Linked DNA regions of Sus scrofa: region 1 is linked to region 2. The links are chromatin contacts, called in public Hi-C maps. All regions are on one chromosome and are shown on one strand. The core of a region is the stretch at or near the end of the contact, and the rest is flanking DNA. Distances in the headings are between cores, read along the strand shown. Region 1 has its middle 190 kb from the start of EGFL6. Region 2 overlaps LOC110257721 (a long non-coding RNA gene).

Evidence for each region. Hi-C and Micro-C count contacts between places; a contact is called where the count stands out from the background.
Region 1: a Hi-C map of retroperitoneal adipose tissue shows a contact between it and region 2, with 1.8 times the contacts expected there. The contact joins two enhancer-like sites. A contact is called at or near these places in 6 of 47 Hi-C or Micro-C datasets (embryonic fibroblasts, fibroblasts, heart right ventricle and 3 more) and 1 of 2 datasets of contacts at active chromatin or transcription factors (skeletal muscle).

What each region holds. Positions count from the first base shown.
Region 1 is chrX:10,027,964-10,034,981 of Sscrofa11.1, forward strand. No RefSeq gene overlaps it. Among named protein-coding and RNA genes, the nearest start is that of EGFL6, 190 kb to the right of the region's middle. Within about 2 kb of position 5,743, at least 12 of the 83 cell types and tissues checked have an H3K27ac peak or open chromatin away from gene starts, as enhancers often do. A contact at or near this core is called in retroperitoneal adipose tissue, where this site is marked.
Region 2 is chrX:9,787,161-9,793,815 of Sscrofa11.1, forward strand. All of the region lies in intron 2 of LOC110257721 (a long non-coding RNA gene), which reads left to right. Among named protein-coding and RNA genes, the nearest start is that of TMSB4X, 140 kb to the left of the region's middle. Within about 2 kb of position 5,106, at least 9 of the 83 cell types and tissues checked have an H3K27ac peak or open chromatin away from gene starts, as enhancers often do. A contact at or near this core is called in retroperitoneal adipose tissue, where this site is marked.

The DNA.
Region 1 (7,018 bases), core at 4,493-6,992, 240 kb after region 2:
TAAATTCTACTACTTTTAGAGCTTCTCTTGTGTCTGCCTTTTTTTTTTCCCCAAAAAATAATCAGCTCAAAATAATCTTTATGCCAAAGAGACATATTTGGGAGTGGCATATTCTGTCAGCCTTCATTTGGAGAGAAAGATGAGATTGCTGTTTTGGGGTGAGAAATGGGCACAAGACAGTCACTCTGAATGGCTCTCATCTGGGACAGTGTATTTGCACACACCTACAGTATTTCACCAAATCCTTGTTCATTTTGTCTTCCAGAGTTAGGTCCACCAGATTCTTCCTTGGTTTTTGCCCATGAGTTGAACCATTATTCTTCTGTATCATTGGCTTTGTGAACTCTTTCGCGTTAGCAGGCTGTGTGATTTCACTTAAATCTTTGCCGTGCTTTGTTAGCTTTTATGACACCCATGTTCAATGACATAGTTACTTACCAGGCTCCTTCACTAGATGAAGAACTCTTTCATGGAGAGGATGTGATGTATTTATCTTATACCATCAATGACTGACATAAAGTAGATACCAATTAACGTTAACTGAGTTGAATGGCTTTTCGTTTAAGATCTTCATCTTCCAGTACAGACGAGTGTGAATGGGAAATCGAAATGGAGTCACTATGGCTGAGAGAGCTCTCTCAAATGGAGCCAGGAGGTGACTGAGGACGTATGACTTATATGCATGTCAGCCTGGATGGAAACTGAACTTTTGAGTACTCAGTGTCTTAATGCAGGCATTCAGAACGTCTGGACAGTGTTCCAGAAACTCAAGACACTTATTGGACACTTAACATAAAACAATTCATGATAGCTTATCCCTGAAGGACAAATATTTCTTTTCTTGTGGCAGAGTACATCCTCATGGCTTTTGTCTTCAGAAGCTCCTGATTCTTGCTCTTACCCACAACACTTTTTTGGTTTTATCCAAATCTATGACTTCCAAATTGTAGTTCTTAAGACCACAAATAAACTCCAGTGTGTAGCCTTCTGCATTTTTTTTTGATCAGCGTTACCAAAGACACACAACAGGCAAGCGAATGGCTTAATGTCAAATAAGTAGGCTTGGTTGGGGTCAAATTTTATTAAGTAGTCAGTTCCTTAGTACATTTGTTAAATGTTGACTTGTGCTTCCCTGTCCAATCTGTAGTTGAATAATAAATATTTGGACACAAGGACCACTGAAATCATTTAATTATCAGCCTCCTTAATGGAAGGGTTGTGACTTAATCGTCTTCTACCTCCAGTAACTACCATAAAGTAGGTATCAATTAACAGTAGTTTAATAGAATGTCTTTTCACTTCATACCTTCATCTTCCAATATTTCCAGGCCAGCCAGAACCACATAATAAACAGCATAGAACACAGATCATGGCAGCATTAGAAAGACAAACCAGAAGTAGATACATACATGGTATTCCAGAGATGCTCTTTGGATTGAATAATGGCTCTTTAAACAAGAAAGAAAAGACTTGACCTACAACCTTGCCTGGAAGTCTTGAGTGAGTGGCCACAGTAGTCATTCCTAGTTTGTTTGGTTTTTTTTTTTTTCCTTCCTTCCCTCATTTTCTCCCTCCTTCTCATTCAGATTGACATCCTAAAGGACTAAGACAGTGGCATACAAGAGCCAAATATGTCTGTGTTGACGATACAGTGATAATAGAGATTGATGATGCCCCCAGAGAAAGAATATTTGCTCATCTGGGCATTGTGCTTACTCACTTTCAGCGGGGAGATGTTGCAAGGCACTCATTCATTCCTCCTGCCTTCAGCAGATTCAGTAGCCATTGGACTTGTTTGCTGATTCCTGCCCTTTCAGGAATCAGCCCTAAGTGCAGAGCTCTAGAGGGGAAAGTTTGTTGGTCTCATTCCGAAGGCCCCCTCCAGTCAAGCTTAGGAAAATAGGCAATAGCAATCCCCTCCCATCCCACTTGAATTTAAATACACAAATTAAAAGACACATTAACGCTTTGTCTAAAAAGAACACCAGAATGTCACAAAAGGCAGGAATAATTCAAACGCAGTTTAGGCTAATGAGAGAGCTGTATCTTTTGACTATTTTGTTCTGGGAGATTTTCAATCAGCATTGGCAAAGCTTCTGAACAAAGACGGTAATTACCAAATAAAAATTGCCCTTCGGAGCATTGTCTGACTGTGTTCACAGTTTGGCAGGAACGGATTTATGATCCTTTTATTCCAACAGGAACTACCAGTCCTCTCTTCACTTCAAATAGCCTATTCATCTCAGCTTAAAAATGGCTAAAATATACCCGTAGAATATGCTGCCTCTGCAGCCAAGCCACAGACAGCAGGAGTCAGCTTCTCCCTGCAGGCACCCAGATCACGGGCTTTGAAAAACTCTGAAACAAAGCCTATAAAAAGCCTCGGAAATATATTTTTTTAAACCAGCAATCATTTGGTTCCAGTTCTTTTTACTACGCTGGATGTTTTGTCCAAAAGTAAATTCATTCCATTTTCTATAAAATGGTCCAAAATGCAAATTAGAATAGGGAATCGATGCTTACATAAGGATCCGTGACTTCTACTCATATCCATAGATTAATGCTTTGTGTTCCCGGGGGGAAGTGGCAGAGATATCTTAGTATCGTAAAGAATCACTTTATCAGAAACCACCTCATTGGTGGCATGATCATACAATTTATTTCACTCCCAACACCAACCTGTAAAGCATCCTTTTTTTCTACCCTTTAGCCCACGCTTGAAGTAAATGTGTATACATGTAAAAACCACGTGTCCACATCCTGGTTCAGCATTCATAAAGGAAGTCTATACAAAACTGAGACCTTTGCACAGAACTTTGAGTTGCACTATCACACAAGGCATGTTAATACCCCGACCTGACAGGATCTACAGATACAGTGGTTACAAGGGTCAGGGAAGAAGACATTTTCTCCCCTTCTAGGTTCTTCTCACTGGTCTAAGAATTGACTTGACATGAGACAGATGAACAGGAGAAAGTCAAACAGAAGTTTAATAACAAGTACACATGGGATACACCCAGGAAAATTGAGTCCCTCACCAAAATGGCCAAAGCACCCGCCCTTAAATACCATCTTCAGCTGAAGACAAAAGAGGATGTTGGGGGTAGAAGATGGAGACTTCAAAGGGGAGGAAGGCAATTCACATGGAGATGGAAAAGCATCTCCTTATGTTTGGTAAACAAATGTTTGCTGGGTCCTGTGGACACTAATGGGACACCTAGTGGTCTCTGATCTCTAGGCCACCCAGCTCCCCCCTCTACACCTGGCCCCTTGTTCTTTGAAGATGCTTCTGGTGACTGCTCTAGGCTGGAAGCAAGCCTGCTCTCTAAACTGTTTAGGTGGGTGGGGGTGGGGATAAAAAGAAAACTGCCTGAGTCTTCTGTTTCTTAAAAATAATGAGCCTAAATTAATCCTCGTGCTAACGAGACACATAGTAGAATGGCAAGTTTTTCTCCCTTGCCCAAGATCCTGTGTCCCATATGTCCTGGGTTCATTGTGGGGAGTTGATGGATTGGCTTACTAGCTTTCTTTCCTGAAACTCTAGGTAAATCCCGCCTCCCATGAACTCTTAAAAGGCATGTCTTCTGAAGGCTGGAATTTCCCATCAAGGCAGGGAAATGCCATTGGCAATAAGCCACGGACTGACTTTGGTGTAGTCTACTGGGCATGATTTTAATGAGTAACCACTCGTACACACATGTAGGCCACACCATGCAGAGTAGATTTGAATACATTAGATAATCGAGTATGAAAATAGAAGCACAGGTGAGGCCAAGTTCAAATACCCAGCCTCCTGTCAGTTAAAGTCATCGCATCTGGGATAAGTAATAGAAGAATTCAGTTGGAAATATGTGCATTCGAATTTCAACTTAGCAAGATTTTGTCAGAAGGGTTCTCCTGCAAACTGAGTTCCAGCTTATTGTTATTTATTTGGATTCTTAAGGTGTATGTGTAGTTTCAAATCTCATAGTGTTGTTTCTGCCACCGATGTTTCTATTATTGGATGTGGGGGCTCTGATCTCCACTCAGGCTTTTACCCACCTGAGTAGCCTCCATATTACCCCTTGCCCATACAGATTTAAAGGAAGTCTGGTTCATAGCAGCACTACTTTCAATAGCCAAGACATGGAAACAACCTAAATGTCCATCAACAGATGAATGGGTTAAGAAGATGTGGTACATATATATACAATGGAATACCACTCAGCCATAAAAAAGAATGAATTAATGCCATTTGTGGCAACATGGATGCAACTAGAGATTCTCATACTAAGTGAAGTCAAGGAAAGACAAACACTAGAATATCACTTATATGTGGAATCTAAAATATGGCACAGAGGAACCTATCCACGAAATAGAGTCAGACTCATAGACACGGAGAACAGACCTGTGGTTGCCAAGGGGAAAGGGGAGGAAGTGGGATGGACGGGGACTTTGGGGTGAGCAGATGCTAACTCTTATATTTAGAATAGATGAGCAACCAGGTCCTACTGTACAGCACAGGCAACTATATCCAGTCTCTTGGGATACAACATGATAGAATATAATATGAGAAAAATAATATATGTATGAATATATATGTGTGTGTGTCTGTGAGTGGGTCACTTTGCTGTACGGCAGAAATTGACACAACATTGTAAATCAGCTATACTTCAAAAAAAAAAAAGGGATTCTGGGAAAAACAAACAGCAAAGGAGTCTTTTAACTTGTAGAGTGTATTCTTTAGAAATGGGTGCCAAAGTCATGCTAAAGGTCCTCACTTGCCAGGATCCTGCAAACCCAAAGCAAATCTTGTGCACTTCTGCTGTTGGTAGGGGCAGGAGGGCAGGGGAATGGCTCAGACAAAGCATGGCTCCTTTGGCTTCATGTGTTTGAAACATTCTTCAGGTCCAACTACAAATGAGTCAGCACAGTTTTATGGAACAGCCAAGGAGAGGATGCTTTCTTGAGGAGACTATTTATTCGGTTGCTACATAATACTGTAGATAAATTAGGAGTCAGTATGAGTGAAATTATTTGGAAAAAGTGATAGCAGCTTGAACGCTTCACCCACCCGTGACCTAATGAGAAACAGTAGAGTTCCATGTAACTCATTATTTTGAGGGAGAGTAAGAAAGTGACATCAGTTGAAATGTTATTATAAAATCTCTGACTATGTTGGCCCCAATAGCAGCCTTATAAGGTCAAGATTTAGCAAAAGCAAATTGGTTCAAAATTTCCAAAACCCTTGACATTTAAAGGAGCAAAACAAGTCCAGTGTGGCTCCCAGTATGTTAGCAGGTGCATCACGAGCAAAATTTAGCCAAAGTATAAATGAATATGGCATAGAAACATCCTTCCTCATCTTCTAAATGTCTCCCCATCTGGCAAAATGACCAGGGTGGAGGGGGGGTGTTTTCAATATGCTCAAGATTCAGACTGAGTTTATAGTGATTATTTGTGCGTGTCTGGTCTCTGAAATCTACCTCCTGACCTGTCATGCCCTTGAGTGGTTGGCTTCTTAGGGTGTTTCTTCTCTCTCCTTGGCCATCCATTCCTCCAACTCTACTGGACCATTGCCATTAGCACACACACATACACACACTTTGATGTAATTCTCACCAGTTTCAAACAATTATCAACTCATGGCCAGCTTGATTTCAGCCATGACCTTTCCTCAGAACTATTTTTAAGCATTTTCCCATCATCGTTGTAATCCATAAATCATTAAGTATTTCCCCAAAAAAAATCATTTAAAAAGATAAAACCCTAATACCATCATCTCACCTAAAAATGTTAGCATCTTTAACGGTCTATTTCTTAGAACTAGAAACTCTACTAGGAGCCAACCAACCAGAGACTAAGATCACCTGGTTCTTTTCCTGACCATTTGCTTGGAGAGCATCACATGTCCACCCAAGAGAGCCTGGCTCTGTTTACTCCACCCCTAGCAGCAGCATGGCATTTGGGAATGAGAGATGACAATGGAAATGTCATCCCTCTAGATCGCTACAGTCTGGAAACACTGGTTTCAAAAGGTGGGTTTCGAGGTGATTTTCGTTTTTGAGAGGATATATGCTGATCACTTTTTAAATGAGAGTGCTTACAACAAAAAACATTCCCTTGAACATGGGCTTTGCAGATTCAAGAAAATGGAACTTTGTGGGTGAGACTGGCTACATGGAAGTTTCCTGGCTTAGAGCAAAAAGAAAGCAAGTCAACCTGTGAAAACCTTCACAGGATTACAAGTTCCTCCCAAGCCCAGCTGGTATCACTATTATCTTTTGTAAACCAGAGAACTCAGTATTAAAAGATGTTGCATTTCCTTTCTCCGTATTGCTGACTGGAAATAAACAGACTGCCGAATATTTCTCCAGGAAATAGGGGTTTACTTGGGATCAGCAGAGAATTGCCATTCCCTGTCTGCAGCCTTGGTCATGGCAAAGGGAAAATGCTTTTATAGAGGGGCAAGCACTTTTCAGGGTCTGAGTCCTTGCTAGGAAAGAAGAGGGAGCTTTTTCTTTTTATTTATTTATTTATTTATTTTCCCACTGTACAGCAAGGGGGTCGGGTTATCCTTACATGTATACATTGCAATTACATTTTTCCCCCACCCTTTCTTCTGTTGCAACATGAGTATCTAGACATAGTTCTCAATGGCTTTTTCTTTCCCTTGTTCTCTGCTATCCTGGAAGGGCCCGAGAGCTCCCCCTTCTGGACTCCTCACTCTATTTAATTCAGGTTTTTGTATAAATATATTTTTTACATCAATTCTGTTTGCTTCTTGAAGAGTGTGATGAAGCCATACCAGGGAGCAACAAGCTAAAAAAAAAAAAAAATCATTTGTCTTGGAAAAAAGAAAGGGTGGTAAAGGAAGGCCTCAGGCCCCGAACTACCACAATTAAATAGAAATCAGGAGTTCCCACTGTGGTTCAGCAGGTTAAGGACCCCACCTAGTCTCCATGAGGATGCGTGTTGATCCCTGGCCTCGCTCAGTTCGTTAAGGATCCAGCATTGCTGCAAGCTGTGGCGTAGGTCA
Region 2 (6,655 bases), core at 3,856-6,355:
GTCAGAAGCCATTTCACAACTAGAGTTTGATTTTTCAGAAGACTGTGCCTTGGGGGGATATGTAACAAATCGCAAGGCCATCTTATCCCGCCTAGTAATTATTTAAGAGAATACTGTGCAAAAAGAAGAAAATTGGGAGTGAATAATTATGTCCTAGATCAGAGGGGAAACAAAAGATCTAACATGGTTATTTCAATAAAAAAGCCTTTGAAACAAGGAAGGTCTGGTGTCTCTAGAAAAGAGAAGGAAATATTCAACAGGGATGGATGGGAATGTTACCTTACGTTTAAGTAATATTACCTAATGTTACCTCAGGCGTAGTTTTGATGAGAATCATTTGACATACTTCAAGTGGTTTGATTTTCCAAGTCTTTTCAAAATTTATGAGTGGTAGTATTTGTAAAGATATTTGTAAAGATTTCTGAGTCTGCTTATTAGAACAAGAGATAACTTAGAAACTGACAAAACTAACCCACCATTGAGGATTCAGAAAATGAAATGGGCATCAAAAGACTGAAGATCAGAATTGGGATTCTGAATACCGGTGGCCAATGGAAAAGAGCCTCGCTTAATGATCCAAGGTTTGGAGTTCCCACTGTGGCGCAACAGATTGGGCATTGTCTCTGCAGCAGGTTTGATCCCCAGCATGGCTGCAGCTGTGGCTTAGGTTGAAACTATGGCTCGGGTCTGATCTCTGGCCCAGGAACTCCATATGCCACAGGGTGGCCAAAAAAGAAAAAAAAAATGTTTTCCCCAAGGTTTGATTTTCGGAGCTCTTAATAGAAGAAATAGTCGTCACCAGTATCGAGTGATGGCTCTTTGGAAGGAATGATGATAGATCCATCTAACATCTTTTTTTTTTTAATTGAAATTTTGTTATTTATTATTTATTTTTATTTTAAAAATTTTTTGTTTTTAAGATTAAAAAAAATTGATAATATCTTTTAAAGATAATGTTACTGCATTGGTAGGACAGTGGTATGAGAGAAGGCAATGAACCCATTGCCTTGGAACAGACACAATGCAAGGATTCCCTGACATATATGTGACTTCCTACCAGTTGACATGTAAGAATATAATGTAATACATAAAATATTATTTTTAGTCTGAGAAATGAAGGCCCTATGTTAAGCAAAACCAATGATTTATAGAAATGTCCTGTGGTTACGTATATAGTTGGTAGTATTTCTCTTTGAAGCAGAGGGAAAATGGTTAAGGATCCAGAATGTATCTCTGTGACAGAGACAGTCAATAGATTGCAGACCTAAATGACAATATTGTCATGTGGGCTTACTATTTATAGGCATTTGTGTTGCTTAGAGCCTGCTGTAATATCAACTCCGACATGGATGACCCCAGAGCTCTTTCCTGTAGCCCATTTGGTAGAAGTTACCCTGGAAATTTCAGGGATTCAATGTTTATCCGGAAGGACTATCACTCTTGGACGAATATCACTCTTGGAGTTACACCAATTGTTCCGATACTCCCAAGGGCCCCCTGTGAATTTGCCTTTGGCAGTGGAAATATGTGGTCAGGGAAGCAGGAACTCATGTGATGATGTGGTCTAGGTGGTTACTATTTTTGTAACAAATTTATCAACAAAACACACTGATCTCTGTTTAACTTTCAGGAGAAGCACCCAAACTGAAGAGTAGCATCAAACAAGAGCCCTCTTACAAACAGGCATGCACGCATACACACGCATTTAGGTATACCATAAATAATAAGAAATATTTTTTTTCCTCAAATACTCCACTATATATCAGCTCGTAGTGGATGGTTAAAATAAAGAAATACCATAAATAAATCAACCAGTTCTTTTTAAAAGGAGTTTCCTGGTGGCTCAGTATGTTAAGGACTCAGCATTGTTACTGCTGTGGCTCAGGTTGCTGCTGTGGTATGGGTTATAGCCATGGCCTGGGAACTTATGCATGCCACAGGCATGGCCAAAAATAATAGTGAAATAAATAAATAAACAAATAAAGACATAAATGTCCTTGTAATCCTTGGTCACTAGATTACAAGCAGTTGTTTCTAGAACTTGCAACTCAACAAGTCCCCTGTTGGTGGATTCAAGGCCTCAAATGGGACAAGTAAAAGTTGTTGCACGTTGGTGTCTATTTGAGAAGGCACTGGCTTCTGGATCTTTGCAATGCATGTCCTCTCCCTGGAGGAGGAAATGATTGCTGTGGAGATAAGGCTAAAATATGCTCGATGCAGTTTGTTTTTCTTCATACGAGAAATTTCATCTAGTGCACATGGCCTTGAAAATAAGCTCTGGCCTTGGAAAGCAAGCAAGTACCTGTGGAGAGACAGCATTTAGAAGCAAGAAGGGACCTCTCCGGGTGGCCACCACCTCCAGATTCCATTTCCTTTCTAAAACTGTAATTTCTATGTTCATTCATTTGTATGCATAGGGCTTTCTCATTATGCATTGCTTTGTTTATTTTTTATTTTGTTCTGAAATCCAACGCCCGCACACTGTGAGGAACAGCTTCTAGACAGGGTTTATGGACAGCTGAAGCCAAGGATCAAGTTAACAAGCACATATTCCCCCAGTGGGATTTTCCTCCTTGCAGTTTAAAATCTGTACATGGCTAAGTTCTTTAAACTATAGTTGATTCTCTCTCTCTAAAAATCACCAGAGCAAACTTCAAAAGCCTAGAAATAGGACCTTTATACAAATATTGGGAGAACGTTATCAAAGCCATGTTTAATTCATGAATGAAGAAACCAGGGTACAGGAGAGAATGATGGGTACAGAGTTGGTGGGAAAAAAAGAATGTGAAAATATGATTGCAAAGATAGATAGAAAGCTGCTTCATTTCCTCTCACCTTTGAGGTTATCGTTTTTACCAATGAGAAATCGTTGGCAATTCTACTGGACAGAAATCATTTGTAAGTTATCAGTCTCTGTGTTAATATCTAACTCAGTGGAGTCCGGTCCTAATCAACAGTACATAGTAAGCCAAAGAAAGGTACATTTCTGTAGAGAATTAAATACTCATGGCTCAGCAGACAGTACTTCGGTATGACTTTGAAAGGACATCTTGTCATCCTTTTTCCTATTTCCAAGCTTTGTATAACTGTCCCTCACTGGGTCACACATAGGGCGTTCTGTCTGAAGCTCAGCAGAAGGGGGTTTTACAGGTCTTGGTCTCTGAAATCCCCTTCTTCTCCCGCCCCCCTTTTCTTCTACCCAGTTATGTGAAGGGTTTCTTGCCCCTTTTGGAGGTTTAAAGTCTTCTGCCAGCGTTCAGTAGATGTTCTGTGCAAATCGGTGCTTCATGCAAAATTTCGTTTTGATGTGTTTGTGGGAGAAGGTGAGCGCCACGTCTTACTCCTCCGCCATCTGGATCCCGCCTCTGAAAGCCCCTTCTAATCTCCCTAAAGTCCTATGTCATGAAAAGCTTTAGCAAGGAAAGAAAACCCTGCTATCTCAAAAAAAGAGATCTTGAAGGGTTTGTCTTCTCACAGCAAGCTTTGGCCATGCATCCAAGTCAGAGGTGGCCTCCTCTTTGCCCCGCAGCGCACTAAATGGTAGGCCAGCAATCTGTAGGGGACTGTGTGCCCATGTTCTTTTGCCATCTGAGGTTCTGAGTGGCGCGACTGCCCACAGCTGGCCACAGTTCCTCAGCCTGCTTACAGTCAGAAGGTTCTTGGGAATGTTGCTGTGAACAAAACCGAAGCCCTTCAGCCACCTCCGGCAGAGGGAACCACAGACAGACTCATTGCCTTCCCCAGGCTCCTAACTTGAGTTGACCCACTTTGTTGCTCAATTTCTGAAGTCCCGTGCCCTTAACGAGGGTCCAATACGCAAAACTGACTGAGCGGGCAGACACAAAATTGCAGGGTTTTTGTTTTGTTTTGTTTTGTTTTCCGTTTCAGGGCTGCACCCACCACGTATGGAAGTTCCCAGGCTAGGGGTCAAATCAGAGCTGCAGCTGCTGGCCTACGAACACAGCCACAGCAACCAGATCTGAGCTGCCTCTGCAACCTATACCACAGCTCATGGCAACACCGGATCTTTAACTCACTGAGCTAGGCCAGGGATGGAACCCGCATCCTTGTGGATACTACTTGGATTCTTTATCACTGAGCCATGATGGAAACTCCAGAATTGCAGTTCTGGACCTAAGCTTTGGAGGCCCAAGAGTTTGATTCCAGTACTGTGTCTGCTATGTACACGTAACTGCACCTGCTGTATCTCAGTTTCCTCATCTGCACAGTGGGTAAGACTTAACTTACCTACTCTGCAGAATTGTTTAAGGATGAATAAAAATTGTATGTTAAAAGTGTTTGTTGTGGAGTCCCATGGTAGCTTAGTGGTTAAGGCTCTGATGTTGTGTCACTATGGCTCGGGTATGATCCCTGGCCTGGGAACTTGTGCATGCCATGGGCACAACCAAAAAGAAAAAAAAAAAAAAAAAGTTTATTATAGTCAATGTGGTTATTATTATCATGAAAAGCTACCCGATCCTGGATGCCAACTGAAACGGATGCTTCGTATCCACTAAGTCACATCCTGGGAAGAGCCACATAGCTGTTGGTCATTAGGAGTGTGTGTGACAAATACATGACGTGCATGGCAACATCCATTCATCTCTTTGTTCATGCTCACAGAACCTCAATAGTGTTTACAGAAGCAGCATGCCCAGCTCTGGTCTTCAGACCCTCTTGTGACCGAATTCAGGCAGAGAGACCCAAGAAGTCTTTTGGGGACAGGAGTGAACTCTGGAAAGCTGTTGCTTCTGTGATAACAAGAGACTGAGCTAGCCTGTGTGGCCTTTCCCTCTTCTCGCCCCATAGTCCTCCTGCCTTGCATACCTAAGTGGTGCTTAGAACCTGGAAAGTGAGAGAAAGGAGATGTGCAGGGACATGGCTCCAGCTCTGATAGGGTAGCGCTCTTTGATCTGACTCTCGATGCCTGCTGATCTCCAAACTTCCTGTTAAATGAGAAATTCCTCTAGGTTTCAGCCACTCAAATGTGGTTTTCAATGACCTGTGGCTAAACCCAGCATGAAGCAATGCCATGTACATGGAACAGCAAGTGATGAGTCCTAAGGTCAACTGCGGACTTTGGGTGATGAACATGTGTCAGTGTGGGTTCATCAGTGGTGACAAATGCATCACTGTGCTGAGTGCCATTGGTCACAGCGGAGGCCGTGTGCCTGTGGGGGCAGGGAGATTGGGGAAAATCGCTACTTCCTCTCAGTTTGGTTTCGAACCTAAAACTGCTTAAAAAAGAAAATTAGTCTTCTTTTTAGAAGAGAAAAGAACTGTGTCTGAAAAAGTTTGAAGTTTGATAACTCACTGAATGCCACCTTCTCTATGAAAGCCCAGAGGCTCTAAATTCTGGGGCCTGGCTTTCCTAACTGGAACAACAGTTGCCTCTGTAATCCTCTCTCTGGCCCTCCCTCCAAAAAGGAGTTTTTTTATAAACATGGTCTTCAATGGCCAACTTTTCAAAATCAAGCTTTTAATTAGGGCTCCAAAGTAAAGTTGGTTCTTGACATGGAGTGGCTGTTCTCAATTCACTGAGCCCTGTTATTCCCATAAATTATAGAAACAGCATGGAATTTAAAACAGCCATGCGAACTTAACTGATTCATTAAATCAAAAATTTAATGGGTACCTATTAAGTTCCAGGCTTTGAGAAGATAAAACACTTGGCAATCACAGTCTAGGGAAGAAGATAGACTCGGAAATAATTAATTTCTTTTTCTTTTCTAGGGCCACTCCCCTGGCATATGCAGGTTCCCAGGCTAGGAGTCTAATCAGAGCTGTAGCTGCTGGCCTACGCCAGAGCCACAGCAACGTGGGATCCGAGCCGCGTCTGCGACCTACACCACAGCTCACAGCCACGCTGGATCCTTAACCCACTGAGGGAGGCCAGGGATCAAACCTGCAACCTCATGGTTACCTTTTGGATTCGTTTCTGCTGTGCCACAACGGGAACTCCCGGAAATAATTGATTTCCAAAAGGCCAGGTGGAAAAATAGCTTTGTGGTTACTCCGAATGAGAAGATGAGAGATCTGACTTATTTATGTATTTCTAAACATTTCACTTTTCCTCTAGGGAACATATATGGACGTAGGGAGCCCAGACAATTCCTCAGACGTTAAACAAAATCCTTTGTTGGATAATAAACCCTGCATGTTGATTTGAAAAATATGGTTACTGGGTTTGACATAGCCTTTGGGGTGGAGACAGACAGAGGTCACGGAGTTAATGTTAGACATTGGCTTCTCTCAGACCCTACCCAGCTCACAGATCTTAGAGATGACCTAAGCTATCTCCCCACTTCTCAGGTGAGGAAATTGAGTCCCAAACAGGTGTATGGCCAAGGAGAACTTGATCCCAAGGTGCTGAGTTAAAACTTGTGGTCCAGAAACCCTCACACTCCTCACATGGGGGTGTAGTATTTCAGGGTTAAAGGTCTTACTGGGAGGAGACCAACGAATGGGAGAGAAAATGGCTTGGTTGTCAGCAAGTATTTACAAGCACATGCTCAGTGCCAAGGATTCTACCAGAATTTTGTTGTAATATATGCTATTTTTTGAGCACTTTGACATTCAGAGCAAAACTGAGGGGAAGGTACAGGGATTTCCTATATACCTACTGCCCCCACCTCCCACCCCATAGAGCCTCCTC